Linked DNA regions of Danio rerio: region 1 is linked to region 2. Evidence: chromatin contacts called from public HiChIP or PLAC-seq data. All regions are on one chromosome and are shown on one strand. Each heading gives the region's core, a stretch centred on a gene start, on an enhancer-like site or on the middle of the called end of the contact. The rest is flanking DNA. Distances are from core to core; before and after follow the strand shown.

The links. HiChIP or PLAC-seq counts read pairs in DNA pulled down with a chosen protein or histone mark.
Region 1: a contact with region 2 is called in an H3K4me3 HiChIP or PLAC-seq map of embryo, with 5 times the contacts expected there. The contact joins the enhancer-like site here to the promoter of lin7c in region 2. A contact is called at or near these places in 4 of 18 Hi-C or Micro-C datasets (caudal fin, embryo, hematopoietic stem cells and 1 more) and 2 of 4 datasets of contacts at active chromatin or transcription factors (caudal fin and embryo).

What each region holds. Positions count from the first base shown.
Region 1 is chr7:32,272,693-32,275,392 of GRCz12tu, reverse strand. LOC141375386 (a long non-coding RNA gene) reads left to right here. Exons shown (of 3, transcript XR_012383341.1): 3 at 1,158-2,371. It also overlaps a transcript of mettl15 not described here. Among named protein-coding and RNA genes, the nearest start is that of lgr4, 140 kb to the left of the region's middle. Within about 2 kb of position 1,267, at least 12 of the 62 cell types and tissues checked have an H3K27ac peak or open chromatin away from gene starts, as enhancers often do.
Region 2 is chr7:31,967,684-31,970,691 of GRCz12tu, reverse strand. It overlaps lin7c (lin-7 homolog C (C. elegans)), which reads left to right and starts at 1,708. Exons shown (of 5, transcript NM_001362514.1): 1 at 1,708-1,862; 2 at 2,688-2,806. The coding sequence starts at 1,826.

The sequences.
Region 1 (2,700 bases), core at 18-2,517, 310 kb before region 2:
TACCTGATGATGCTTTCAAGAACAGCTTCATAAAACCACATCATAAGCTTCTTGTTAACTCCAAAACGACGTAACTTCCGTAAAAACATACAATATGTAGTGTACACGAGAACAAACACACTCTATGTGTGTTTTCCATGTAAAAGAAGTGTCAATGTAAATGCCGAAGTACTTATAGGTCTTTGACTGAGTAATAGTATGGTCATGATACTCCATATGTTTTGCCAGAGTATGTCATTCCTGTCGCAACCCAGCACTGAGTCTGCACAAACAACACCCATACACTCTCTCTTTCACACAAACACACACTTATACACTACAGCCATCTCTCGTTTTTTATTTAATTTAAATGTAATTAATCGGACATTGGAAACAGGAATGAGTGGAAGGCAGAGAAAAAGGGGAAGATCAGCAGAGGACTTCAAGTCAGGAAACAATTTAGGTTGTCATGAGCACCACAGTGTCGACGCACTTAACCACTAGGCTATTGTCGCAGAAAAGTGTTGTTTTTTTTATACATTTTTAAAAATATTATATATTTTTTAAAAACTAAACTGGATTAGGGAGCTGCGCGATATATCGTTTTAGCATAGCAAAATATGCAATGTTGAGTCTGAATTCTAGTTAACCAGGGGCCAGAAACATGTGATTTGTAGAGTCACAGCCTACGTTTAACAATGACAGAGTGAAGGTTTATTGTTTGCATGTGTTTTAGGGCTGTGACTGGGCATTTCAAAAGATTTTAAAACAATAGGGCACAAAATAGTATGATTTTTGGGGTGTTTTTGTCTTGTTTCAAGTCCAAATAACTACATTACAAAGGGAAAATAAGATTATTTTGCTTACGCTATTGTCTGATAATTTTGGCTGTGAAAACTTTCATTTTGACTTTACAGTTTTTATTCATATCACAATATTTATCGCAGAAAAATGAACTATCACAATATCAGATTTTTTTTTCAATATCGCTGAGCTCTACTATGGTTTTAGTTGATTATATTAACCCTGATTTAAATTAGTGAATTAAAATGAGATGAATATGTCCTGGAGGGACAACTAGAGAACAGACATAGACCCAATCAGATCAATAATATGTTTACTATATGCCAATGAAATTTACTTTGCATTGAGCAAGCTACATTCCTTTAACCATTCAGGTCCTGATCACCAGGGAAGTTTATGGCTGACACATGCAAGGAGTTGCAGCAGAGACAGCTGGAATGCAAACCCCCCCATTATCGGGCTGACCTCGTCACACACTCCCAGCATAACTCACACCATGTGGTGCCAGCACACCCATGGCATAGCCTGACAGCCAACCGTCATAATATTTACACACTGCACCTCTGTCACAGGAAAAAAGAGAGCTGCAGACTCAACACAAGGCCTGGCAGATGCAGTGAAACACAGGCCTCCTCCTAATAAATTAATACAGTTCTGTCCTGACTGTACGTAATTCAGAGTTAAGGAGAACACCATGATGTCATCTAAGTGAAACTTTAGGAATTAAAAGCATTTCCTGTAATGAAGAAGCGCAAATGCCAGATGCTGTTTTTGGTTATTGGGGTATTTTTTCTTTTTTTTTTCAATATATGTAGCATATATGCTAAAAGTCTGCCGTTGCTCTCTTAAAGGTGCTGTATGTCATTTTTTGACTTCTCTAAAGCATAAAATACCATAATACGTTTGCAGATATTTAAGAAACATGTTAAGTGAACATTCTTTTTGATCTGATAAACAATGCTAAAATCGAATATTCTGCTTTGAAAATGTGAGTTAGAAATAAGTTACATGCCGGAACGTCTGTCTTTGTTTTGGTTCTTTAAATCCGCCCAATGTCAATTTAGCCAATTATATTTCAGCATCCCAGGTTGCCTTGTTGGAAAACAGCGTATTTCATTCAGTCAGCCAGGAAGGCTCTCAAAGTGTGCATCCGTGATCGAAATGCAACCTCCGGTGAACAGTAACAGCCTCCGCAATGAGACGCAGAGTTCCACATGAGGTGGTTAATAATTAGCAAATAATATACTGTTAATGTGCGAACGTAAACATTAGGTGAGCAGGTTACATCGTTCAACATGCTATGTGACAAGCAATTTGGCAGTTTGCACTAGACAAAATACGACCAAAATTAAAATACAGCCATTCAGAGGCACAGAATAGTGCACTTACTGCATCCAACGAAATGGTTAGGTTTATATTCTAATTAAGTCATATTAAACCTCTTTATCATTATTAAATGTACATGCTGAATCACTAATATGTGTTTAGTTCTAAAGCTCAATTTAGAAATTTTTTATTTCATTTTCAAGATCTGGGGTGATCTGCTGCTGCCTTCAGTTGTACGGCAATAAATGTTATGTAAAATGGCATTCAAACTTCCATTGCTAGCATTTAACACTGAATAAAGCATGTGAGGTGTACCTGAGGTAAACGTAAGTTTATCCTGTTGTACAGCTACAAAAAATAGAAGCCTCTAAAATATACATTTCAGGGGTTGGTAAGAACAAAAACTCCTTTAAATTTGGAAAATATTCTTTCTATCATGTGCCATTGCTTTTATATAGAACACAACTTAAATCAGCCTTTAGGCTTGAGCACACTTCTGCTGTGGTCATCAGTCAGGCAACCTATGCTTGTGTGTTTTGAACCAGGCATGCAATACCTAGTTCAGCCACTGTGTGTCAAACTTATATACTG
Region 2 (3,008 bases), core at 459-2,958:
ATATATATATATATATATATATATATATATATATATATATATATATATATATATATATATATATATTTTTTTTTTTTTTTTTCCTCAATGTTTAATGGAGAGCCGATTTCTTCAGCACATTTCTAAACATAATAGTTTTAATAACTAATTTCTAATAACTGATTTATTTTGGTGAAAATAAAATAGTGTTTAAAATTTTTTAAACTGCTTTTATTCTAGCCTAAATAAAACAAATAAGACTTTCTCCAAAAGAAAAAAATATTATCAGACATGCTGTGAAAATTTCCTTTCCCTGTTAAACATAATTTGAAAAATATATATAAATAAAAATAAAATAAAAATCTTTCCCCATTTTTTGTTTAATGGAAAGAAGATTTTTTCAACACACTTCTAAACATAATAGTTTTAATAACTCATTTCTAATAACTGATTAATTTTATCTTTGCCATGATGACAGTAAATAATATTTTACTAGATATTTTTCAATACACTTCAATACAGCTTAAAGTGATATTTAAAGGCTTAACAAGGTTAATTTAACTAGGCAATTAGGCAAGTTATTGTATAATGATGGTTTGTTCTGTATATCAAAAAATATATAGCTTAAAGGGGCTAATAATTTTGACCTTAAATTTTATTATTTTTTTAAATAAAAGTTTCTTTTATTCTAGCCAAAATAAGACAAATAAGACTTTCTCCAGAAAAAGATATATTATCAGACATGCTGTAAAACTTTCTTTGCTCTGTTAAACATAATTTGGGAAATATAAAAAAAAAGAAAAAAATACAAAAGTACAACAATTATTTTTGCTTGATAAAAAAAAAAAACGTGCCGTTTGGTCATCAATATTTAATATTTCAAAGTCATATATATGTATTTGTATCCTCTATAAATGTTTTTTCTAAGAAAAATAGTTTTACAAAAATATGTAATTTGTTATCATTAATTACTTCAACAAAATAAACATTTTTAAAGCATTAATTAATCTTAACATTTTTTAGCATTAGCAACAAATAATTTTTATTTAAATAATATATAAGTAAACATATTTCATGTAACTAATATAACAGAACCAACAATGAAAACACAGTCATATATTTCTTGATAGTAATGTGATAACATTGTTAAAGTTTTTTAAATGTATCATCTGATGTCAAAATAACCCAAAAATAATACCCTAAAGTGTGCCTAAAGATTTCTAAAATAAACAGTTGTAGTCTGAATTGTAAAAAAAAAATTTAATAAATAAATAAATAAATAAATCATCATATATAAATGCATTCCTTACCTGGAATAAACTATTCATTCATATGGTTTAAAATGTATGGAAATATTTCTGCCCTTGGATTCTGATTGGCTAATACATTATCCAATTGAGCGTGGGTTATGTTGTTGACCATATATCACTGTATAGCTGCCATAACATTATTTTCTTAACTAGTCCAGTAACATATTACTGACAGTAAAACAGCCCTATTACACGTGTCTACTATCTGAATTGTAATAATTTATGCAGTCAAACTCGATGTCCTAAACAAAATACCAAGTCGAACAGTCCATATTTGCTTTAAATATATTGTTTAATGTTAAAATTATATATAATATATTCCAATTTCATTGAGAAAATCATAATAAAGTCAGTTTGTTATGGTATGCAAAGTGTCTGCGCGGAAGCAACGCAGGAATGACGCTCTTGACGCTCATCCGTAATCTCGGTGCATTAGCCACAACGCTTAAGCTCAGCAAGCTAACAGCAACAAACACAGCCGCCGAGTCGCAACTCTGGAGCTTTCACCAAACGCAAACTCAACAACCAGGGCTATAATGGCCTCTTTAGGAGAACCTGTACGTCTGGAAAGAGGTAAGCCGCGCACCGAGACACTTTCTGCCGTACGTGAAGCAGGATGTTGTGTAAATCACGCTTTTTGTTCTCCCGCTGTCACTTCGTGAGGATGGATTAGTGCTCGACAGAGAGCTAGCATCAATTCACCGTTCGAGATCATACACGTTTTTCTATAAACTAAACTACGTTCACAAAACGTATAAAATGTGCAATACGGACATTTATATGTCGTTAAAGCGGTGAGTTTACGTTCAACGAAAGGAAAACACGAGGGTAGCTGTCAAAAGCGTTAATCTTTTGTGAGCTCTGTTAGCATGGGCACTTCAGGTCAGAGATCAGTGCATCTGAGTATTTCTAGGGGTTAGTAAAGTCTTTCAGTGACGTCCTAATAGTCAGCAACTTATTTTGAGTTTAACTGAAGCTTTAATACACAGTAGAGTTAACTTAGGCTAGTAGATCAGCTAAAACTCTGATTTATGACCGTCTGTTTTTATCTTAATATTTACATGTATCTGTATAAATCAAGAAGAAACCGGTAAGTAGCATTATAATAGTAAATAATTTCATTCTTAAGTTATTTAGTTTTTATTTACAAACATTATTTCTTTTGGGTAGCGTTAAATTATATACTAGTAACGTTACATACAATATATGGCGCAATATTAATAACAACAACAACAACAATAATATTTGTCATAAAGAAAGGATTTGCTAAAATGTTATCTGCGGTCCGTGTTGTTGTTTTATTTATCAGGGAAAGCTGTTTAGCCACAGACAACATCTCCAGATGGCATGATGCAAATGATTATCCATGGTCTTGGTCTTACATATGTTATTCTACAGACATATCTCGTGCCATTGAGCTGCTGGACAAGCTCCAGAGAACAGGGGAAGTGCCACCCCAGAAGCTGCAAGCCCTTCAGAGGGTTTTGCAGAGCGAGTTCTGCAAGGCCGTAAGGGAGGTAAGTGTTCCAACATCACATTCATGCTTTCAAGTTAAATTTAAACGTCTTCTTACAATTTTGAGGGATGTAAACAATAACAACGGTCCTGACATATTTCCGTTTTTTAATTTATTAAAATTTATTTAAATTTCCAAAGATTCTAAGAGTCCAAGATGTTCCACATATTGATAAATAGTGTTACGATAGCTGTTATAACATC